7 separate regions of the Mus musculus genome follow, and regions 1, 2, 3, 4, 5 and 6 are each linked to region 7. Evidence: chromatin contacts called from public HiChIP or PLAC-seq, Micro-C, capture Hi-C and promoter capture Hi-C data. All regions are on one chromosome and are shown on one strand. The core of a region is the stretch at or near the end of the contact, and the rest is flanking DNA. Distances in the headings are between cores, read along the strand shown.

What was found. Promoter capture Hi-C pulls out the DNA fragments that hold promoters and counts their contacts. Hi-C and Micro-C count contacts between places; a contact is called where the count stands out from the background. HiChIP or PLAC-seq counts read pairs in DNA pulled down with a chosen protein or histone mark. Capture Hi-C pulls out chosen DNA fragments and counts their contacts.
Region 1: a promoter capture Hi-C map of liver shows a contact between it and region 7. The contact joins the promoter of Cc2d1a here to the promoter of Nfix in region 7. A contact is called at or near these places in 5 of 39 promoter capture datasets (cranial neural crest, frontonasal cranial neural crest, liver and 2 more).
Region 2: a contact with region 7 is called in a Micro-C map of embryonic stem cells, with 6 times the contacts expected there. The contact joins the promoter of Samd1 here to the promoter of Nfix in region 7. A contact is called at or near these places in 1 of 39 promoter capture datasets (cranial neural crest), 1 of 15 datasets of contacts at CTCF or cohesin (large pre-B cells), 2 of 484 Hi-C or Micro-C datasets (both in embryonic stem cells) and 1 of 115 datasets of contacts at active chromatin or transcription factors (embryonic forebrain).
Region 3: a promoter capture Hi-C map of second pharyngeal arch cranial neural crest shows a contact between it and region 7. The contact joins the promoter of Il27ra here to the promoter of Nfix in region 7. A contact is called at or near these places in 10 of 39 promoter capture datasets (the C10 cell line, cranial neural crest, embryonic stem cells and 7 more) and 1 of 115 datasets of contacts at active chromatin or transcription factors (craniofacial prominence).
Region 4: an HNF4G HiChIP or PLAC-seq map of pancreatic cancer cells shows a contact between it and region 7. The contact joins the enhancer-like site here to the promoter of Nfix in region 7. A contact is called at or near these places in 5 of 39 promoter capture datasets (the C10 cell line, the HPC-7 cell line, cranial neural crest and 2 more), 1 of 484 Hi-C or Micro-C datasets (the N1E-115 cell line) and 6 of 115 datasets of contacts at active chromatin or transcription factors (astrocytes, embryonic stem cells, large pre-B cells and 3 more).
Region 5: a capture Hi-C map of macrophages shows a contact between it and region 7, with 4 times the contacts expected there. The contact joins the promoter of Zswim4 here to the promoter of Nfix in region 7. A contact is called at or near these places in 1 of 39 promoter capture datasets (embryonic stem cells), 1 of 115 datasets of contacts at active chromatin or transcription factors (astrocytes) and 1 of 9 other capture datasets (macrophages).
Region 6: a promoter capture Hi-C map of the HPC-7 cell line shows a contact between it and region 7. The contact joins the promoter of Prkaca here to the promoter of Nfix in region 7. A contact is called at or near these places in 5 of 39 promoter capture datasets (the HPC-7 cell line, cranial neural crest, embryonic stem cells and 2 more) and 1 of 115 datasets of contacts at active chromatin or transcription factors (pancreatic cancer cells).

What each region holds. Positions count from the first base shown.
Region 1 is chr8:84,146,471-84,149,687 of GRCm38.p6, forward strand. It overlaps Cc2d1a (coiled-coil and C2 domain containing 1A), which reads right to left and starts at 1,447. Exons shown (of 29, transcript NM_145970.2): 1 at 1,177-1,447. The coding sequence starts at 1,236. 4930432K21Rik (RIKEN cDNA 4930432K21 gene) reads left to right here and starts at 1,568. Exons shown (of 9, transcript NM_029045.2): 1 at 1,568-1,928; 2 at 2,368-2,415. The coding sequence starts at 2,388.
Region 2 is chr8:83,996,063-83,999,185 of GRCm38.p6, forward strand. It overlaps Samd1 (sterile alpha motif domain containing 1), which reads left to right and starts at 1,454. Exons shown (of 5, transcript NM_001081415.2): 1 at 1,454-2,503; 2 at 2,881-3,123. The coding sequence starts at 1,610. Prkaca (protein kinase, cAMP dependent, catalytic, alpha) reads left to right here. Exons shown (of 10, transcript NM_008854.5): 10 at 1-382.
Region 3 is chr8:84,040,878-84,043,955 of GRCm38.p6, forward strand. Il27ra (interleukin 27 receptor, alpha) reads right to left here and starts at 1,698. Exons shown (of 14, transcript NM_016671.3): 1 at 1,573-1,698; 2 at 1,210-1,327; 3 at 55-212. The coding sequence starts at 1,657. It overlaps Rln3 (relaxin 3), which reads right to left. Exons shown (of 2, transcript NM_173184.1): 2 at 2,190-2,454. The coding sequence ends at 2,216.
Region 4 is chr8:84,202,137-84,205,126 of GRCm38.p6, forward strand. No RefSeq gene overlaps it. Among named protein-coding and RNA genes, the nearest start is that of Mir23a, 4.9 kb to the right of the region's middle. Within about 2 kb of position 1,520, at least 381 of the 459 cell types and tissues checked have an H3K27ac peak or open chromatin away from gene starts, as enhancers often do. A contact at or near this core is called in the HPC-7 cell line, the N1E-115 cell line, astrocytes and 4 more, where this site is marked.
Region 5 is chr8:84,235,546-84,238,989 of GRCm38.p6, forward strand. It overlaps Zswim4 (zinc finger SWIM-type containing 4), which reads right to left and starts at 1,497. Exons shown (of 14, transcript NM_172503.3): 1 at 1,322-1,497. The coding sequence starts at 1,459.
Region 6 is chr8:83,971,382-83,974,476 of GRCm38.p6, forward strand. It overlaps Prkaca (protein kinase, cAMP dependent, catalytic, alpha), which reads left to right and starts at 1,597. Exons shown (of 10, transcript NM_008854.5): 1 at 1,597-1,851. The coding sequence starts at 1,806.
Region 7 is chr8:84,798,844-84,802,063 of GRCm38.p6, forward strand. Nfix (nuclear factor I/X) reads right to left here and starts at 1,525. Exons shown (of 11, transcript NM_001371053.1): 1 at 1,155-1,525. The coding sequence starts at 1,181.

The DNA.
Region 1 (3,217 bases), core at 197-2,696, 650 kb before region 7:
AGTTAGACCTTCCATAGACCGCTCAGGCCCAGAGACCCGTCGGGATGCTGGAACCAAATCTCTACGAGGAAGCCATTTCTTGGAGAGACCAGGAGGCTGAGGAAGACACCCTCATACAATAACGTTCTTTATGCACATGGCTCCCCAGCAGCAGAGAACGCACCAGTGTGGGACTGGAAGGTGCACTCATCATTAAAGTGCTAACCCTAACCCTAGTATGTGCAAAGCTGGGTTCCATCCCAGCATGGCAAGGAGAAAAATAAATAAATAAAAGCCACGATGACTATGACAACAGTGGGGGCAAAGTTGAAGAACTGGGTCTTTTTTATAGACCTGCCCTTCTGCTTTGGCTAGTGACCAACAAAATATGATGAGTTACATGAAATTACCCTTTCTATAGGTCCAAATTGGCCAAATCTTAGCAGTTATGCATGGCTTCACCTATTGAGTGAAGCCATTAGTCACAGAGAGCCCAAGAATCCAGCGGCCACACTCCCTCTGTTCTAGCATTTTTCCATAAATAGTCTCAGTAAGTCTTTATAACTGCCCTTTAAGGACTCTTCTAGGCTTCCATTCCACAGGTGGAAAAACTGAGGCTCCAAACTACAAATACATTCAGTCAAATGTACCTAGGTCAGGGGGAACCTGAGCACAGAGCCCTGGGATCCCTGGTTCAAAGATGGGACAAATCAAACTCCCACAGGCCCTGAATCTGGGAGTATGGCTCTGGGCCACAGTCTTGTAGGTTTTCCTGTACACCTCTGGACTGACATTTCTGTCTGGCCAGGTGCTTCATCCTTGTGACCTTGACTAGATAGATCTCTGCGCCTCCCTTATCCTTAGTGTCCTCATCTGTACAATGGGTGTAGAGTGTGGCCTGACCCAGTTAATGCAAAGGCCTGAAAAGCCGGTCTGATTGCTTTCCCTTCCCGGTTGGAAGTGCTGCAGCAACAGGTGTTCCCTGAATCTGGGGTGTGAAGCTAGAAGCTGGATGGCCCAACCCAGTAGGCCATACACCTCACCTCGGGGGCGGGGCGGAGACCAGGGTTCACCTGGTGGCGAGGATCAGGCTTTTCTGGGGGTGGGGCACTCCCCGCGAGTGTGAGGAAGGGTGGAGAGAGACTCTGAGGAAGGGTGGGCAGGTACCCCTCGGTGGGTAGAGGGGCACACACTCACCTGGCGGGCAGTGACAGCACCTCGGCCCGGGGGTGCCTGGGGTCCATTCCTCTTGTGCATCTTCCAGGCTCGAAGCCCGGACTACCAGCCCCTGCACCTTTGCCTTGCCTTGCCTCTTCACCGAAGTCGAGTCTCAGAGCTCGCGCTGTTCCTGAGCCCTGAGTCCCTCCTCCGCGCCCGGCCCCCCGGGATTCTCGAGTTTGGGCCGCCCAGCTTCCGCCTTGGCCTTCAGGAGCGCGGCGGCTGGATTCGTGGGCTCTCTAGTTAAACTACAATTCCCGGCAGTCAGAGCGTGGAGGCGCATGCGCCTAGCATAAAGTAGGGCAGAGAGAAGGCGGAGCATGCGTAAGGTGTGTAGTCGGTACTACGCGTGCGTGGGGCGTGGCCTCACGGGCGGGAAAAAGAGAGAGAGCTGCAGGTGTGAGGGCGCGGCAGTGTGACGTCTGTGGCTCCACACCGCCGCACATCGTTCTGTTAGGCTTTGTGGTGGAGTGGGTGCGGGTGTGGGTGTGGGTGTGGATGCTCCTGCTCTCCCGTCTGTGGCGCAGGTCTTCAGGAGCCGAGTCCACAGTGTCAGGCCTCAGGCCTTCCTGTCTCCCACCGCCAGTTTGCCACGCGGTCCCCGTGACTGCCTATGTGGGTATTTTCTCAGAACGTTACGCCAGTGACCTAGGCGACCTATTCCCCATCAGATCCAGGTTGACCTCGTCCCGACTAAGGACAGAGCAACTTCCATTACTGCTGTGGCCCAGGTTGGTTCTGGCTTGCCATGGGTCCCACAGTCTGAAGACATTGGCCGGAAGCCACTCCTGACGCGGGGTAGCCCTCCTAAAGTCTTGTGTGACTTTGGTGGGTCTCCAGAGACCTCTCTGAAGCTTCCAAGTACCCCATGTCCCAGATAATTAAGCTTTGGGTGTGGGTGGGGGAGAAACGTAGTTGTCTCCAACCCAGAGACTCCAGCAGATACCGTGAAGAGGACGAGATCGTTCCTTCACACAGGGAAAGGGTGTGAATGGCTACCTGGCCATGGTCCAAGGTGGCTATGACCTGTCGCCCCACCCAGTGTCCTGCTGAAGACCAGCTGACTCCCCTCATCAGGCTGCCAGATGGGCCCAGTGGAGGAGGGAGACAGGGTACAGATGGGGACATACAGTGCTGGCAACAGCTGGAGAGTTTGTTTGTTGTTTTCAGATTTCTCAGGGAAAGATAAAATGAATAAGAAGAAACAGCGGAACTCAGGTATTTGGTTTATTCAAATTGGCTTTTTATTTTATTTTTATTTTTAATTTATTTCCAGGCAGAGTTTATGTATATCCCTGGCTGTCTGTCCTAGAACTAACTCTGTAGATCAGGCCTCAAACTCAGAGACAAACCTGCCTCTGCTTCCAGAGTGCTGGGATTAAAAGTATGATTCACCACAACCTGGCCTCAAATCGGCTTTTAAAATATTTATTTGAGGTACTAGGAATGGAACATGGAGCTTCCTGCATGATAAAACACTCTACCATGAAACTACATCTCAGACCCAAGGTGACCTTTTTAAACTTTTTATGATGTTTTTGAGATGGAGGAGGGGATTCTTGCCATGTGGGCCGACTAGTTTTATGTCAGTTTGACCCAAGTCATTTGGGAAAAGGGACTCTCAATTGGGAAAATGCCTCCAAAAGATTTGCCTGTAGCCAAGAGTGTAGTGTGTTTTCTTGATTAATGATTGATGTAGGTGGGTCCAGCTCGTGGGTGTGCTGCCTGGAGGCAGGTAGTCCTAAATTACATAAGAAAGCAGTTAGCTGTGAGCAAAAGCCCGTAAACAGCATTCCTTCATATCCTTTGTGAGTTCCTGAGGTTCCTCTCCTGACTTTCTCTGGTGATGGACTATGATATAAAAGTGTAAGTGGAATAAACCCTTTCTCCCTTGACTTGCTTTTGTTCATAGTTTTATGGTTTTTATAGTTTTTATTCCAACAATAGAAATCCTAACTAAGACATCATGTAGCCCAGGCTGGCTTTGAGCTTATGATCTTCCTGTCTCAGCTTTCCAAGT
Region 2 (3,123 bases), core at 204-2,703, 800 kb before region 7:
TGGTCTCATGCCAATTGTCCTGTGCATCAGCCCCCTTAAGAAGCCTCCCCCATCCTGGGCGCCTCGCTTCTAGCTTAGCTGTCAGCTGTCCATCACCTCTTGCCGTGCGTCCCCACTCACTGCAACCCCAAGTCTGATTGTGCTTTTTCTCTCAATAGAAAGGTGGGGAGCTGCTGGGGAAATTACCCCATTTATCCCTGTGTTTATCCCTCTCGTAACTTCTCCCAAAAAGGAGGAGCTCTCAGGCCTGGGTGGGGGCCCCGGGTGGACGAGGGGGTCGTTCAACCTGTGTGCTTCGAAGGATGAGACTTCCTCTTGAACAGTGTGCTGTTGTAAACATATTTGAAAACTATTACCAATAAAGTTTTGTTTTAAAATAAAAGTGTCGCTGGTTTTCCCGACTTCGATCACACCCTTGGGGTGTTGGAAAGGGAATTTCGAACCTCAATGTCCAGGTTCTGGAGACCCCGGCCTCGGGACCTTGGAGAAACCAGGTTTGGCTGGAATTCCTGTACTTCCTCCGCCTGGCCAGAGAAAGGAGGGGTGGGGTGGGCAAACTGTCCTTTGACCCTGAGTTCGGGGCCCTCAAATCTGCTCCCACCCCTACTTCGGTCTAGTCCGGGACAGAGAGGGCACTGGAGAGGGCCACTCGGACCGGTTCGGCCAAACAGCAGCAGGATTAGCAGGGTAGGAGAAAAGGGGAGCCCCGCGCGCCCCCAAGCCCTCATGTAGGCGCGGCAGGGCCGCTGGTGAGGTCTCCGCGGCTTCCCAGGAGCGAGGCGCGTCCGGCCGCGGCGCGGCTAGTTCCCGGTAAGTGCGGTCCCGAGAGCGCTGAGCGCGGAGAGGCGTGGAGAGGGGGCTGGGCGCCGAGGACGTCTGGGTCCCGCGCCCAATGGCTGGAGGGCGGCCGAACGCCGCCCGCGCGCCCCGCCCGCCCCTGTCCCCTCCCCCCTGGGCTCCCCTCCCCCTCCCCCGCCCGCCGCGCTCCCCGCCCCCGCTCCGGCGCCAACTCCGCGGCGCCTCCTTAAAAAGCGCGCGGGAGTTGTAAGGGGGGGCCGGAGCGAGCCGGAGTGAGCTAGAGCGACGGGTACACGGGGCGGGCGGGGGCCCGGGCTCCACCTTAAAAGCGGGCGCGTGGGGGTGGGAGGGAGCGAGGAAGGCGGGCAGCGGGGGAGGGCGAGCAGGAAGGGGGGCCGGAGTGTCCCGGGCGCAGGGCGCGCGTGCGGCGGCGGCGGGGAGGGGCCGGCCGCGCCGCGCTCCCCTCCTCCCTCCTCGCATCCCCGGCCCCGCGCGCGCCCAGCAGAAGCGGGGCTGTTGTGTGCGTGCGTGCGAGTGAGTGAGTGTGTGCATATTTTTTTCCTCTTTTCTTTCTCTCTCACTATTTTTTTTTCTGTCTCTCTCGCGCGCTCTCCTCTCTCTCGCTTTTTTTTTTTTTTTTTTTTTTTTTTTTTTGCGAAGAAACAGCAGCGCCGCCGCCGCTCCGCCGAGGCGCTGCGCCCCCCGGGGGGAGGCGGAGGAGGCGGGCAGCGGCGGAGGGAGGGGAGCGGGGAGGGGGCGCCGCGCTGGGAGGGAGGCAGCGCGCACCGTGCAGCCGGGCCGGGCGGGAGGCATGGCGGGGCCCCCGGCCCTACCCCCGCCGGAGACGGCGGCGGCCGCCACCACGGCGGCCGCCGCCTCGTCGTCCGCCGCTTCCCCGCACTACCAAGAGTGGATTCTGGACACCATCGACTCGCTGCGCTCGCGCAAGGCGCGGCCGGACCTGGAGCGCATCTGCCGGATGGTGCGGCGGCGGCACGGCCCGGAGCCGGAGCGCACGCGCGCGGAGCTCGAGAAACTGATCCAGCAGCGCGCCGTGCTCCGGGTCAGCTACAAGGGGAGCATCTCGTACCGCAACGCGGCGCGCGTCCAGCCGCCCCGCCGCGGAGCCACCCCACCCGCCCCGCCGCGCGTCCCCCGCGGGGGCCCCGCCGCGCCGCCGCCCACGCCCGCCCCGCCGCCCGCGCCCGTCGCCGCCCCGACCCGGGCGCCCCGCGCGGCCGCCGCCACAGCGCCCCCTTCTCCCGGCCCCGCGCAGCCGGGTCCCCGGGCGCAGCGGGCCGCGCCCCTGGCCGCGCCGCCACCAGCGCCCGCCGCGCCCCCGGCCGCGGCGCCCCCAGCCGGCCCGCGCCGTGCACCGCCGCCCGCCGTCGCCGCCCGGGAGCCGCCGGCGCCGCCACAGCAGCAGCAGCCGCCACCGCCGCAGCCACAGCCGCCGCCGGAGGGGGGCGCGGCGCGGGCGGGCGGCCCGGCGCGGCCCGTGAGCCTGCGGGAAGTCGTGCGCTACCTCGGGGGCAGTGGCGGCGCCAGCGGCCGCCTCACTCGCGGCCGCGTGCAGGGGCTGCTGGAAGAGGAAGCGGCGCGAGGCCGTCTGGAGCGCACCCGCCTGGGAGCGCTCGCGCTACCCCGCGGAGACAGGCCGGGACGGGCGCCGCCGGCCGCTAGCGCACGCGCGGCGCGGAGCAAGGTGAGCGCACCGGGCAGGTGCGGGCGAAGTTGGCGGGGACCAGAGTCCCGGGAGGGAGCGGGACGTCAGGTGGCCGGGATTCGCCCACGGTCCCCGTGGACTCCGAACGCGGTGGTCTTGGTCAGTGATCTGATCTGCGGGAGCCTCAGTTTCCTCGGCTGTAAACGTGGATTGCTGACAGTAGCGACCCCTGGGGGTAGTTGAACGAGTTTAGTAAGACTTGGCTATTGAGGGCTTTATTAACCCAGAACCTGGCACGGAAACGACAGCACAGCGTAAAAGTTACTCCGTGTTGTTGTCAAAGGTGGCGTCGGACACTGGATTTCATCTGGGACTAGAAGAGCTCTAACTCTGCCTGCTTCTTTCTCTGGCCCCAGAGAGGTGGAGAAGAACGGGTGTTTGAGAAAGAAGAGGAAGATGAGGATGAAGACGAGGAGGAGGAGGAGGAGGACAATGTATCTGAGGGCTCAGAAGTGCCCGAGAGTGACCGCCCCGCAGGTGCTCAGCACCATCAGATTAATGGAGAGCGGGGCCCTCAGAGTGCTAAGGAGAGGGTCAAGGAGTGGTCGCCCTGTGGACCCTACCAGGGCCAGGATGAAGGACGGGGACCAGCACCTGGC
Region 3 (3,078 bases), core at 448-2,947, 760 kb before region 7:
CCTCCCACGCTCCCTGCACTATGCCCCCCCCCACCCCCGCCCACGCTTCATTACTTTGGGTCTCCAGGTTCACAGAGACAGAGGACCACAGAGGCCGTCCCTTTTGTGTCCCCCAGATGAGGAGTTTGTCAGCCATGGTGAACTGTTCCCGGGGAATGGTCACCCAACTCTGTTTGGAAGGCACCTTCACCTCCCAGACTCTATTGGGATGGCTGTGAGGAGAGATTGGGAAGAGATGCTCGTTGGCACAGCCTAAGCCCCAGGCTAAGCTTCCAGCCCTGCACCAACTTCATGCCTCACCCTGCTCTGCTTGGGGTCTGAATCCCTTGCTCTTAAGTCAACACCGTGACCTGAGGAGAGTGACTTAACCTCTCTGTTCTTCTTTAAAATGTATGCAGTACACCTACTTTCTGAAAGAACTCAACAGTGGGCCGGGTGACTGACAGTTTACACCCGACAGTTCACAGCTGTCATCCCAGCACACAGGAGACGAAAGCAGGATTGTTAGAGGCCAGCTTCACAGGGTAAGACCCTGTCTCAGAAAACATGCTGTTCCCCGGGGCTCCTCCCAAGGTGCTTTTTCTTTGTCCTTTACTTAGCGCAATTGAAATGAAGTTTCCAGATACACTCTCCCCTGGACCCTGAACCCCAAACCATACCAGAACCAGCTATTGTTGTTGTGATTACAAGCGCTACACTGACTTTTTTTTTTTTTTGAGACAGTTTCTTACAGCCCACGCTGATCTCAAACTTGTTGTGAAGCTGAGGTCGCTCTTGAACTCCTGATTTTCTTGCCTCCATCTTCCAAGAGCTGTGTTTGCAGGTGTGTGTCACCATGCTGCTTAGAGTGAACTCAGAAATTCAAGTTACCTGCCCGATGTCGTACAACAACGATATTAACCTGCTTTCTAGTGCTCAGCAGTTTTTCTTTGCCATGTGCCTACCGTGCTGATGGGCAGAATCAATCATGGCAGGCCTGTGCCGTCATTACTGTGGGGGTGGGGGTGGGGGTTGAGAGAGGGAAAGTGGTCAGACCTGAGTTATGCCATAAGGGAATGAGTGGGCTAGCCTGAGGGTTGTGAGAGTGTGGACCGAATTCTCAGTAGCCGGACTGAGGGGCGGGCGGTGATCCTCTTAACAAAATTCGCTTGAAATCTGAGTGACCACTTTCCGTCCTCAGTTTCCCCTAGACCACTCCAGGGTACTCACTATTTCTGACTCTGGTGATACAGCACAGGTGGAGTCTCCAGGTCGCCCAAAGGTTCCCAGGAGCAGTTCAGGATTCCCAGGGGACCGACGCTGTAGCACTGCAGTGGACCTGGACTGCCTGCAGGGGCGCAGAGAGCCGAGAGGACCGTGGTCAAGTTCCCCGGGGCCTGAACTTGCTGGACTGTGGATGCGTCCATCCTCTGGTACAGTGGTAGTGCAGTACCGGAGCGCAGGGCCTGGCACGTGCTGGGATGGCGCAGAGGGAGTCCCGGGCCCCTTTCCGACCTGCTACATCCTGTTGTCGCCCAGTTCCCGATGCCCTACAACTGTGACCCCGAGCCAGCCACTCACGAAGCTGCTCACCGTGGGGCCGCGTCCCGAGCAGCAGCGACATCAGCGACAGCAGAAGCTCCAACGGCGTGAGGCGTGCAACCCGGAGCCGGTTCATGGCTCCCAGGGACAAGTGACACCACCAGGCTTGGGGCTTACAGCCTGCGGGAAGGAAGCCACCCCGCCCCTGGCGGGAAGTCCCCAAATCCGCCCACCCCCAGCAATGATACGCACGCGTGCAAATGCTCAGAACTGAACCTTTATTTTATGTGGTGAGGAAGTCTGAGTACTGAGGACCAGGGGCTCTGTTTTGGGGTGGGGGGGAGGTTAGCCAGGGACAGTGGCGACAATTAGGGCCGGACTGAGGGTGGAGGTGGGGCAGACTCTAGTGTAGCCAGTTTAAGAAGATGGGCATCTGGTTGCTGCTGGGCTGCTGGGGGTGAGGTTGTGGCACGGAAGAACTCAGCCATGAAAAACAAGTTTCTGTTTGGCTGGATAGAGGAGGGGCCGGCAGCAAGGTGGGGAAAGGTTGGCAAGTAGTGTATGCATCTTGGCAGAGGGTCTGTAAGGAGACAGTGGACCCCTTGGTGCCTCGCCTGTAGGAATGCTCTTGAACATCGCACAGCTGACAGCAGCTTGCAGGCACGGCCCGCTTCTCCATTGCTCAACCCTGATCCTAGCACAAGCTGCTAATTTGGCTCTTGCTACAGCCCCACTCGCAGCAACTGCTGGAAAGGCCAGCCAACACATCTCTGCTGCCCCGAACCACTCCAGGTGACCCTTGCCAGCTGGCTCGACCACCGTAGAAAGCCTGGGGGGATTTGGTTAGGGCCAGCCACTCGCTGGAGCCCACCGCTTCATCCAGCTCGCTGGCCAGGTGGTCTGTATTGGCTTCTCCATCAGCGAAGAAGTCCCCTGCAAAAGCAAAGAGGAAGAATCAGGGCTTAGCCCACTTACATCTCCAGTCTGGAGGATCAAGGTTGCGGTTCTGAGTTTGATTTCATCCCCTCGAGGGTTCAAATGCTGGCTCTGTTGTCAGTTTCAGTGCTAAGCTGGACTTTCCTGTCACTGAGTTCATGCGATTCTTTATTTAATGTGGACGGCGTAGATGAAAATATGCATTTGGGAGCTAGGCTCCCTAAATCAGAATAGTAAATGACATTACTTCCGTCTCCCTCCTAGGCTCAGTTTTCTTTTCCACAAAGCAGGGGAGGGGGAGGGGAGATAATAATAACTTCTACTTTTTTTTTTTTTGGCTTTGTCAGGAGTATCAGACTGGATGCCCGCAAAAGCACAATACTATGGGATACATGAGGAGCACTCAAGTGAACACTGATCATTTATTGACCGTCTTGTTTGCTTTACCGAATTCACTTCTTCCAGCCTCTCAGTGACAGCTACTGAGTTTGCTGCTGTTGCCACCTACTTACTATTCACTAATTGGGACCCTGGCTCCTCATCAGGCTTGTGTGAGGACACAGCCATTTAGCCATAGAGCTACTGTTTTGAGGCAGGCACACTCCTAACCTGCGCATGCAT
Region 4 (2,990 bases), core at 270-2,769, 600 kb before region 7:
TCTCCGCACCTGAGTACTGCACCATCCCTGGCTTCCACAGTCCTGGTGATTGAACTCCGGCCCTGGGCATGCCAGGCGAGCACTCCACTCTTTGAGCTACATCTTTGTCTCCTGTTTAGTTGACAGAGACAGGGTTTCTTGTAGTCTGGGCTAGCCTCAAACTTGCCATGAAACTAACGGCGGACTTGAGCTCCGCATTCTCTTTCCTGCAACTCTCAAGTGCTAGGGTTATGGGCATGGGCCACCAACTCCAGCTCAGGCGGCCTTGTCTTTATGGAGAGAGTGTAGACATTCCTGGGATTGTCTCTGCCGCCTCAGTTTTTCCATCTGTGAATGGGAACTTTTGGAGATGCAGTGGAACAGAGCACACTCTCTAGTCTCCCATAGGGTGCTGAGGTCTCCTCATATCCTGTGTTGAATGTCCTCAGTGGACATGGAGGTGTGTCTTCCTAGCTGGCCATGGGGAAGGATTGAGGGTGGTGGCGTGGGCGTGAGAATTCTTGGGTAGGGAAGGACAGCATCATGCCGGGCATGGCTGAGTCACACTCGAGCGGCGCCTTGCCTCAGGCTGCTGGAGCTAGAACTGGCGCCACCCTGGGTGTGGCTACTGAGCTGTGGCCCTGGGCAGAGCAGGGCTGGGTGGCAGGATGGGCACATGGGCCTTGAGGGACTCGGGGGAGCAAATCTGGGATGCCCGGTGATACCTCCCTTTTGTCTCCTGTGTACATTTGGGGCTCTGGAACCCTAAGCTTTGGGCCTGGGAATAATAATAATTATCGATCTATTAATAAAAGTTTTTGAGGCATGATCTAATGTAATGTAGTCCATGCTGGCCTGGAACTGGATAAGTAGTCCAGGATGTCCTTGAACTGGTCCTTAGGCCTCCACCTCCTGAATGCTAGGCTTACTTGTGTGCACCATGATGAAGGGTTTCTGCTTTAAGATGGGACCTGCTGACTCCATGCTTCCAGCAAAATAGCCAAGCACTCTCTACCCACAGTCAACTTTGGGGGTCGAGACACAGTCTCATTTCATAGCCTACCGCGGTCTTGAACACATGGCAGTCCTCCTGGCTCAGCCTCCTGAATGGTAGACTGACAGAGACGCCTCACAATGCCTGGCTGGTTCCTGGAAGTTTTGCGGAGTTAAGGGAGTGAGCCAAGCCTTCCAGAAGACAGTGGGTGATGGAGGTCAGCGCTCCTATCTCCAGTCCCAGGCCAGGCCAGGACCTGGGATGAACTTCACCCTGGGAGCACTGATTGGCTTGAGGGGAACCCAGCACCGCAAACAGAATGTTAAGGAATAGAGTGGGGGATCTGGTTGTTGGACTGTGTGGCTGGCGGGCAGCGAGGGTGGGACGTGGCTGTCGTCTTTGCCTATTTATACCAAGTGATTCAGCCCTCCCTCACCCCTTCCTGCGCCCCCTCCACTCGCGGCTAGGCACTAGGCCCACCCACTTGCCTATGCCCTGCCCCCCAACCCGGGCGGGTTGTCTGGTTCCTGCGTGGGGACGGACGTGGAGGGCAGGCATCTGTGCCGCAGGTCGGGTTGGCCCCAACCCAGCCGCCCAGCTCCTGGGAAGAGTGGGCCATTAGCGAGCGCTGGTGGCTGGGGCGGGGGCGGAGCTGGGCGGAGACTGCAGCCCTTGGTATTTTCCGATCCTCGCTGCTTCGCGAGAGTGGAAAGTATTTGAGGATCAGGGTTGGGGACGACCGGAGGGCCTCTGCCCTGGTTCTTTCTTGGGGTTCACTGTGGGTCCTCCAGGGATGCCGAGGGCTTGAAGGCTGTGTGTGCTAATTTAACTGACTGGGATACCACAGCCCAAGGCCCCCCGCCCTGTTTCTCAAGCCCTCCAGCTCCAGGACTTCTGTCCCTTTGAGTCTCCCTGTGAGACTAAGAGTCAGTACAGGGTGTCCCAGCTCCTGGACACCTGCGTGGTAATGCCCCCTCCACGCCAGACACAGACCTCTGGTGTGTGTGAGGATGGGAGTGGCCTTGGCTGCAGCCTTGGGCTCTTTGTAGGGGAAACCCCACAGGAAACCAGCCTGGCCAAATGGCCGCCCTTCCCGTTCTGGTCCCTGGGACGAATATGCTGTCTCACTTCCGGAGGTGATTGGGGAGGCTGGTCAGCCTGTGGACCTGGGCTGCCCCCAGAACCCAAAGAGACAGAGGTGGATTGGGGCTGGAGACTGTGTGTGTGTGTGTGTGTGTGTGTGTGTAAGCACGCGTACTGGGGAAGACACATCAGAATATCTCAATCCTTATTCCTCATTCCTCAGACATCGGTGATGCCAGATCTAGACGTTAAATCCACTGTCCTGCCTGTCACTGCCTGATATGACTGAATGCTTCTGTCCTTGATGTCACCCAGGAACTCTTCCAATTATTGGGAAGTAGAGATTTTCTTTTTTTTTAAGACTTATTTTTTTACTTTTGTGTATGTGTTGGGTATGTGCATGTATGTGTAGGTGCCTAAAGGGTCCAGAAGAGGGCGCCACATGTGAGCCGGGAAACCAAATTCAGGTTCTCAGAAAGCAATATGCAGTCTAAACTATTGAGTCATCTTTCCAGCCCTGAACTTGTTTTCTTTTTTTTTTTTTAAGATTTATTATTATATGTAAGTACGCTGTAGCTGTCTTTAGACACTCCAGAAGAGGGTGTTAGATCTCATTACGGATGGTTGTGAGCTACCATGTGGTGGCTAGGATTTGAACTCAGGACCTTCGGAAGGGCAGTCAGTGCTCTTACCCGCTGAGCCATCTCTCTAGCCCTAAACTTATCTTTTTTAGAGTCTCATGTATCCCAGGTTGCCCTCCAGCTTGCTCTGTAGACACATTTCTTGTTTTTATTTTTATTTTGTTTTTCCTAGACAGGCTTTCTCTGTGTAGTCCTGGCTGTCCTGGAACTTCCTCTGTAGACCAGGCTGGCCTTAAACTTCCTGAGACATACCTGCTAATGCCTGCGGAGTGCTGGGAACATGTGTATAAACC
Region 5 (3,444 bases), core at 247-2,746, 560 kb before region 7:
GTGAGAAAGACCGAGGACGTGGGTTCCTAGCCTTCCCTCTGCTCAGCCCCTTATGGAGATGGCATCTTCACAGGGACACAAGATGCTGAAACCATAGCACTGGGTCAGTGTCACAGCCTCAGAACGAGCCTGAGGAAGCTGGCATGACAGCTTGAGAACCTGAAGGGGTCAGCATTACTACATCAGAGATGAAGTCAGCTCTTCAGGATCCCTAAACCAAATTGTTCAGACTCCCAACATCAGTTCCACCCTGGGTATTTCTTCCCCTGTTCCTCCCCTGAGGAAAAAAAAAAAAGCCCCTTCTCTAGGAGGGAAGGGCTGACCTGCCATCCCCTGTAGACTCCAAGGAATGGAGCCAGCATTCGAGGCTGTGTTCCAATCTGAGTTGGCTAGTGACTGGCTGGGTGACCTTGGGCAAGTTTCTCAACGTCTCTGTGCCCCAGTTTCCTCAAAGTGAGAACAACTCCACAAGGGCTCCAGAACCTGCCCAGAGTTCTCTTAGCACCTGGCTGGGCCAAGGCAGATCTGTGAGAGTCCTGAAGACAGTTTTACGGTTCTTCTGTGCATGTCACATAGGGTGAACAGCACGGAGGCCCTACCCAAGGTTTCTACGAGAGAAGGGGGAGTCAGTGATTCGGCTCCTGACAGTTGGCAGATGACTAAGGAGGGATTTTCCGGTCATGAATCAGAGCCTGCTCAGTCCACGGTCAGTCCAAACCCATCCATCCTAACTCAGGAAGAGTTGTGAGGCCAAGAACACTCAAAGTCAGACTGAAAGACAGCTGTATGGGACTGAGAGGAGCCTCGGACCCTTCCCATCTTCTTGGGGGACCCTTAGACAGAGAGAGGGGAATTTTTTCTCGGGACACCACTCCACAAGTCACAGAGTAGGGGTTCCAGGAGCCTCTCTGCCTCTGTATCCCAATCTTGGCTCTGGAATAGCTGGAGGGAGGGGGAAGGGGGGAGGAGGGGCACAGAGCCCTTCCCTCAGTGACCCTGCCTCTTGTCCCACAGTCGGGGATCTGGAGAGGACTGGTGGGCTCTGGAGGCTGGAGCAAAGGGATACAGGGGTGTCATGTATAGGCCCTGCAGAGACGGGGGTCTTCTTCCTGGAGGGTGGGACAGGGAAACCCTACGGCAGGAGTGGGGCAGTGTGGGTCTCTGGGCTGGTGTGTCTCTTGAGGAAGAAAAGAGGTCAGAATAGAGACCCGGAGGGTCGCGGGCAGAGAGGCTCGGGGTGCGGGGCCCGGGGTGGCGGTGTGGGGGGCTGGCTGCTGGGGAGGGGGCGAGGTGTGAGGCCTGGGGCAGGCCGGGGCCTTACCTGCTCGAAGGCCCAGCTCTCGGCCACCCGCTTGGCGCTAAGGTCCAACAACGGCTCGGGGCGACTGCGACGGGCCCCGGTCCCGGGCTCGTCCCCCGCGGGGCAGCCCCGGCTGCGCTTGGCCGCCGGGGGCTCCATCCGGCCGAGCCGGCCGGACGACGCGGCCCCTTTAAGACTCTTCACAACAATGAAGCCGTCTTAGCAGCCGCTGCCTCCTCAGACGAGGCCCCGCCCCCACCGCCCTATTTCTCCCTTTCTATTGGCTGTCCTCAAAGACCCGCCTCCAAGATGCCGCTGTTCATTCGACAATCTCCACGTCCGTCTTTTCTGTGCCATCCAATAAGAGGTCGCAAGAAGAGTCGCTGTCCATCACGGGGCGGTATGAGCCAATCAAAATGAGGGAACCCCACGGCTTGGCCTTGTGAGGAGTTTCGGGGAGGTCTCACGTTCATTCACAACATTCCTTCTCCGCCCCTTTGGGCCGGCCCTCTAGCCTGGCGGCTGGGGCTGCGCCTACACACGGCTTTGTTTACGGAGGGTCGCTTCCGGCCGCCTCCCGGCCGGGGTTGACTCTCTCTGAGCTGTAATGACCCTAGAAACTCAATAACCTCTCTGGGCCACTGGTACAGTTTGGATGCTCTAAGAGCCGACCCGGGCCAGCACAGTCCTTCCTAGCAATGCGCTCGCTGTGGGCTGTTAACTTTACGAGTTCCTCTTGAGCTGCGAGCTAAGACACCCCAATCCTTTCTACGTCTGTGGAATGAACATGAAATTGCCCATTTCGACCCATGAGAGTGTTAGTTTCATTAGATTGGACTTAATGCATGTCAAATCCCCCACTTCGAATCGTTTTTTCCCCCTGACTCAGCTTATATTTTCCACAGTGCGGAAGCCACTCACCATCTTCGTCATTTTTCCACACCCCACCCCCATGACCTAAGAGAACCTTGCGTTTTCCTACCGTCGCGGCCTCTCCAGCATCATTTATTCATCTAGTCCAGGATTAGATGGCCCACCACCCTGCACTACCTCTGAACCCCCCCCCCCCTTCTCTCATTATGTAACCCTGGTTAGTCTGATTGGAGATCCTCTTGCCTCATCCTTTAGAGCTCTTTGAGATACCAGGGTAGGGGGGTTGTTAAATGTCTCTCTGAACTCTGAGCTCCAAGGATCAAGTGTACGTCCATGGGGAGACAAGTCAGCACGTGGAACAGCGCCCAGCGTACAGTAGCAGTTCAGACTAAAACCTGCCAACATAGCTGTGATCCCATTTAGTGTTTAGGATCCTCAAAGCAGGAAAAACCCAACCTGGTCCACAGAAGCCGACTAGCCCACTGGTTGCTTTTGGACAGACCCCTCCCCACCGTGGCAACTAACAGTCACTCATAAGTAGCCTGTGAACCCTTGAAACAGGGCTGCTCAAGTGGGGCTCTTTTGTAGGGGGAAGAACACAATGGAGGAACTGGAGAGATGGCTCAGAGGTTAAGAGCACCGGTCAATGGATCCCAGAAGACTTGAGTTTGATTCCTGGAACCTACATGGCACATGATCGCTGTGACTCCAACTCCAAGGGAATCTTACATCCCCGGCGGGACCCTGTCTCAATAACAGCAGTGATGTCTTAGTTTTCTTTGTTTCTTTATTTCCATTTTGTTTTTGTTTTTGTTTTTGTTTTTCGAGACAGGGTTTCTCTGTATAGCCCTGGCTGTTCTGGAACTCAATTTGTAGACGAGACTGGCCTCAAACTCAGAAATCTGCCTGCCTCTGCCTCCTGAGTGCTGGGATTAAAGGTGTGCACCACCATGCCCAGCCCATGTGTGGGTTTTTTTTTTTTTTTTTTTTTTTTTTTTTTTTTTTTGTGATTGGGTTACCTCACTTAGGATGATATTCTCCAGATCCATCCATTTGTCTAAGAATTTCATAAATTCATTGTTTTTAATAGCTGAGTAGTGCTCCATTGCGTAAATGTACCACATTTTCTGTTTATTTGTTTTGTATTGTTGTTTTTAGGCTTTTTAGGGTAAGATGAGTTGAGTTAATGCAGCAGCTATTCACTTTCCTAATGCTGTGGGCCTTTAATACAGTTCATGTTGTGGTGACCCCCCCAACACCATGAATTATTT
Region 6 (3,095 bases), core at 347-2,846, 830 kb before region 7:
GAGCCACAATTTAGATAATTTCACTTAGCTGTGGCAAAACTCCCCAAATCAGAGATGGAGTATTTGTCTGTTCAGCCAACTCGCATAATCCAGAGGAACCGTACTTTCTGGCAGGGTACTTTCCCCCTCGGGGACTGCAGCTGACCTAGTAGCAGGAGTACATATAGTTATTGGCTTAGAAGCTGGTTGTGCATTGTTGAGCAGTGAGTCTATAGGTATATGTACCTCAGAGTCAACTACCCTTTGGAGTCCAGGAGAGGTAGCTCATCGTCCACTCAGCACCGTCCACCCAGCACCGTCCACCCTGGCCACCCTCTATTACAGAGCTCTGGTGAGGGTAGGGATAATTTGTTTCCAAGAGTACATTTAGCAGTATCTGGAGATGTTTGTGTTGTCCCAGGCAGCAGACAGATGGAAGAGTACCAGCATCCAGAGTGTGAGGGTGGGGTTCTGATATCAACCTAGTGTGCAGGAGACCCTCCAGCAGAGTGCTCAGGCCCCTGGTGTCAGTGGCAAGGTGGGAAACTGACCACGTTCTGACAGTGCAGACTTGAAAGAACACCGAGTGAGGTTCTAGTTCAGTGGTACAATGCTTACTTCGCAGGGAGTATGCATCGTGTTCAATCCCCAGCATTGCATAAAAACAAAATTTAAAGATGAGCATCCAGAAGGAAGGAGAACGGCTCTCTTCCTGCCCAAAAGGGGCAGGTTATGTTGGTCATGTCTAGGCAATGGAGATTAGTTAAGAGCAAGGAACTAGCCTGACCGAGCCTCCATAAAATGGGAGTATGGCAGGCCCAACGTGCAAGGTACAAGAAGTAATGCACTTGGCTGGCGTCCGTAGTTACTACTTTTCAGGGGCCTAGGGTTGAGCCTTAGCAAAGAGTGTAGATACTCTGAGTCTCCTCCCAGCACGCCCTCAGTTCTGGGTCCAACATCCCCTTGCAGCTCCAGTTGTGTCGCGAGCAAACCAAAGCGGACCCCGAGCTAGTTGGGTCACGGCTGCCCAGTGTCGGGCCTCCTTATGAATGACACCGAACGGCGCCCGGCGACCCTTGACCCTCGGCGCCAGCCCGCCCCTCCCCCCCTGGCAGGTGGACAGCCGCTGCGCCGGCCCGCCGTGGCGTCAACCTCTGGCCCGTGGCCGCTGCCGCACTGGGCAGGGGCGGGAGACTGCAGCGCGCACATTGCCGCACGGGCGTCCGCCGGGCCGCCTCCCGCACCTCGCAGCGCCTGCCACCCAGCCACCCTCCAGCCGCCGCAGCCTCCGCCCCGCCCGCTGCCCGGGCCGCAGCCTGAGCCGCTGCCCCGCCCTCTCACCCCGGGACTGACACTAGCCGGGGCCGCCTGTCTCCGCCAATCGACGGCTTCGCAGGGGCAGCCCCAAGCCCTCTCGGGCTTCTCGGCCAATCACGTGCGTTCGCCCGCCCGACTGCGGCCTCACGAGCCCGTGAGTGGCGGAGAGTCTGCAACTCGCGTCACTCATCCAGGAGCCTATGGTGGCGCGGGAGGGTTCCGGAGGGCCAATGGACAGCGGCGTAGGGCTGTCAGTCAGGGAGGCCTGAACCAATGGGCGGTGGGCTGCGGGGGCGTCACGGACAGAGGACTTGGGCTGAGGCTCCCCCGCGGGCGGGCGCAGAGAGACGCGGGAAGCAGGGGCTGGGCGGGGGTCGTGGCGCCGCAGCCAGCGCAGCCAGCCCCAGGGGCCGCCGCCTCCGCTGCCCAGCGCGCTCCGGGGCCGCCGGCCACCTTAGCACCCGCCGCGTCGCAGCTCCGGGACTGGCCCCGGCCGCGACGCCGCCGCGATGGGCAACGCCGCCGCCGCCAAGAAGGGCAGCGAGCAGGAGAGCGGTGAGTGCCCGGCCGTCACCCTGATCTTCACTGCGTGCGGCCTGCCCGCGCAATGCCCATCACTGCATGGCCCCTCCCCCATATGCCCCCCCAATCTTGTCTGCCTGCACCCCTGCCTGCTGCCTGTTCACGTTGGGGTCGGATCACCGCAGAGATACTTTGCCCCCAGTAGGGCCTGGTGCCCATGGCCTACCATCCCCCACTGCAAAGGCCGTGCCCCCCCACCCAGCTGTCACTGCCAACCATTGCATGTATGACCGCCGGGGCCCCAGATGAGGCCCTGTCACCACACCAACCCCTCTTCTCCTAGTCCCTTTCTCCAGATTCTATACCCCCTCCCACTTCGTCACTTACCTTTCCCACACAGCGCCCCAATGCCTGACCCTGATCCAGGCTCCTGCCAGTTTCGGGAGTGCTGTGGGGTCCACGCTGCAGGGACCTTGGCCACTTGGTGACCACACCCCTCCCCCTCCAGCCCCCGCCATCTTTCTCCTACCCCTGCCCGATTCACCTCATCACAGCTCCCACCTCCAAGCCACCCCCACCCCCATGAGCATTTCCCGGGGCCACCTCCTGCATTGTTTTTCCCTTCTGTGTCACTTGGCATGGGGGACAAGATCTTTCTGGGTCCCTCTGCCCCTCTCATCCTGTCACTCCACCTCCTCCGTGCATTCGTCTGGCCCTGGCTGGGGTGGCAGACTGTTTATGAACCTAGAGAGCTGCTTCTGCGCTTCCTTATCCAAGTTGGAGCTGGTCTTGCTCAGAGCCATTACGTCTGTCCTTTTTCTTGGGTTGCGGGTGAGGTAAAGCGGCAGAGCACCCTCCTGGCCTACCCTGAGGTCTGGGTTCCTTAGAAGGCCCCTCAATAAATGGTCGTTTCACAACTGCGGTTCTGTCGTTCACCCAGCCCCTGGGGCTGGTTTGAAACTGCGGATGAAATGAATAGCAAAGGCTCATTCCACTGAATGGGGATGGTCAGAAGAATTGCGCGCATTGGGGTAACGCCATCCAGCAATAGGTGACAGCTAATGATTTGGTTTGCTTAAGACAGATGGATTCTGTGCATACCGAGGGCTCACCCAGAGGGAGGTATATCCACACACACATACACACACCCCCCCCCCAAAAAAAAAACCATGCTGAATTTTTCTAGCCAGGGAAAAAAAAGTGATTCTATATTTGAAATTACTTCAGAAAGGGCCTTGGGCCCTGTCCCCCAGTGCTTCATGTCTCAAAGTGGTGTC
Region 7 (3,220 bases), core at 275-2,774:
CTGGCCATATATACACACCATGAGTATATGTTCCCACTCTAAGGTGGTGGCACTTTTAGCACTTGTCGGAAAGGGCTCTGGTTTAGCAAAGGATTGCCATTAGGGACTTGGGGTTGGCCTAGAGAGCTCCCACAGACAGGCCTGGCCAGCAGGCAAGGCTAGACAACCTCCACAAATTCCCTCTGCCTGCCGAAATCTGTCATCTGCCCTGGCCTGGTCCTGCAGATAGAGCTGTGAGGGCCCCTCTAGATCTGGGTTGGTCTGGCTGGTGCCCTCTCAGAGCTTGGAGTCACGGCTAAAAAGAGTGGGGTGGCAGATCAGGCACGCTCCAGGCCTGAGCCTCCGCTACACCATAGCGCAGGGAACTTCGCTGGAGGCGGGACGCGTTCTCGCGCTCGCGCTCCCGAAGCACGCCAAGGTCGGCGCTGCTGTGCCCGAGGCTGACCCGACGGCTGATCCCAACAGGGTCGACCTGCGGTGGCCGCCGCCGCTCCCGCCCTTCCCGCCTGCGGGTAGCGGACCGGGATTCCCCGGGGCACTTCCAGGTTCACGCAGCGGCGGTCCTGGTCTTCGAGACCGGAAAGTTTGCACGGAGGAAAGTTTGGGGCCGGGGAGCCGCGTCTGCAAACGTCCAGGATCCGCAGAGAGGCGCGGCCCGGGCTGGCAGCACGCCCGTCCCTCCCTCCCCTCCCCTGCCCCTCCGAAATTTGGGAGCCCCGCCATTTTCTCAGCCCCGCTCCCATGCGAGGCCTGAACAAAGACTTTGGGGAGACGCCCGGGCCGCTCGGGCCGCCCGGGGCACCCCAGCCGCACGCAGAGCCGCTGCCCACACGCCCGCCACTGCCACCCCGGGGCGGCCGCGCCGCGCCGCGCGCACGGAACGCCGCCCGCCCGTGCTCCCCCGCGCCCCGGGGCCACTCTGCCTCCTGCCGCCGTGTCACCCTGCCCGCCCGCGCCTGCCACCACGCCGCGTCGCCGCGCAGCAGCAGGGGTCCGCTGTCCGCCGCACCCCGCCGCGCGCGTTCGCCCCTCGCCCCCTCTCCACGCACTCCTGCCGCGCGCCCCGGGGCAGCGCCCCCGCGCCCCGCCCGCTGCCCGCGCGCCTGCGGGACCCCGGCCCGGCCCTCCCGGGGCGCGGGGGCGGCGGCCGGTACCTGGGTGAGGCAGTACGGGGAGTACATCGCTGGGCGCCCGGGCGCGAGCGCGGAGGCCGGCCGCGGCGAGGGCAGGCCCGGCAGGCGGCGTCGCGCTGGCTGGCGCTCGGGCTCCGGCTCCGCTGCTCCGGCCTCTGCCGCGCGGCGCCCGCCCGGCCCGCGGCCCCGCTCGGCCCGCCGCCGCTCCGCGCTCACAGGCTCGGCCCCGCGGGCTCCGGGCCGCCGCCGCGCTCGCCGCTGCCTCTCGCGTCCGCCGCCGCCGCCGCCGCCGCCGCGCGTCTACTCCATGCCGCCGCCGCTCGGCCGCTCGCCCTCGCCCGCCACCGCCGCCGCCGCCGCCGCCGCCGCGCTGTGAAAGTGAAAGTTTAGACAAAGTTTGGAAGCGGCGCACTCCGGGGAGAGGGAGCGGGCGGGCGGCGCGGGCGGGAGGAGGGGCGCGGGGAGGGGCGGGCGGGGCGGGTGAGCGCGGCCGGCGCGCACACACATGCACACACGCACACACGCACACACACATACACGCGGGGACGCACACCGACGCGGCCGCCCCGACACGTGCTGGCCGGCGTTCGGGCGCCGACACACGCTGACACGCAGCAGGGCTTGGACGGGCACAAATGTCACGAAGGAACGCAGGGCCTATTCCTCATGGAGTCGCAGCAGACGGCGGTGCACACCGGGCACAGACACGAGCAAGAGCCACACACCACCTACTGTCACATGTCGTCCCAATGCAGACAGATGCGGAGAGCCACACTAACATACATGCACGTGCCACACATGTTCCTGCAGAATATTGACACACACGATCACACAACCATATATACCTTGTCACACTCTGGATACACAATGACACACCAACACACAGCCACGCCAAAATATCTTGGAAGACAGCTATGGCAACCCAGACATGGTGACACTGACACATGGGAGCCCCCATACAAAGGACACAAAGTATCACTGTACATACACACACACACACACACACACACACACACACGTTATACATTGAGTTGGCCAGATATACCCCAGACCTAGGGCACACTGATCTACAATCCTGATAGCAAAACAGCTGGCAGGTTCTGTAAAAACTCTCTCAAGTATAACACGCATGCATGCGCGCGCACACACACACACACACCACCCTTACCCTTCATATGTCTCCCATAGCTTTGCACATGTCCTGGGACTTAGGAACATTATTTGTATTGTGGTGATGCTCCAGCCCATTGCAGGCCCAGGATTCCCCATTTCCACTGCAGATGGGAATGAGGTGGGGTGGGTTGGCATATGGCATCTGTCTGCAATCCCTGCACTCAGAAGCTCCAAGAGAAAAATTATAACTGAGCTGTAGACCAGCCTGAGCTACATAGTTTGAGGCTGGCTTGACCTGTGTACTGAGACCCTGTTTCAAAACACACACACACACACACACACACACACACACTCTCTCTCTCTCTCTCTCTCTCACTCTCTCTCTCTCTCTCTCTCTCTCTCTCTCTCTCTCTCTCTCTCTCTCTCTCTCTCTCTCGCAACAGAGAGAGAAAGGAAAAGTCTTCACAGAGAGGGAGGGAAGAAAGAAGCTGGGAAGGGGGTACTGGAAACTCTGAAGTAGGACATAGAGAACTGTTGGGTGACTCTAGGTTGATGGGAAGACTGTGCCCCAGTCCCCAGGCAGATCCCACCAAGGTAGAGCTCCCTCCTATTGCTAGGTGCAGCCAGCACCTTGTCAGTCCCCACCCCCACCCCCCAGCCAAGAAGCTGTGGCAATTCTCAGCAATGCATTGTCTGGCAGGGTGGTATAGGAGCCCAGGTGTGCGTGAGTGAGTATGTAGGGGCTAGGAGGTACAAGGATGTGTATGCATAAATGTCCCTGAATGCTATGCCCCTCGTCCCAAACCTCTGAGATGGGGGGCAGGCGATGCGCCTGGGGTGTCTGGTGTGGGTATGAGCAAGGCCAGTTTTGTGTGTGTGTGTGTGTGTGTGTGTGTGTGTGTGTGTGTGTGTGTGTGTGTGTGTTCAGTATATTCTGAGTAGTGGCGTGGGTGTGGCTGTACTCATGGAGGTAT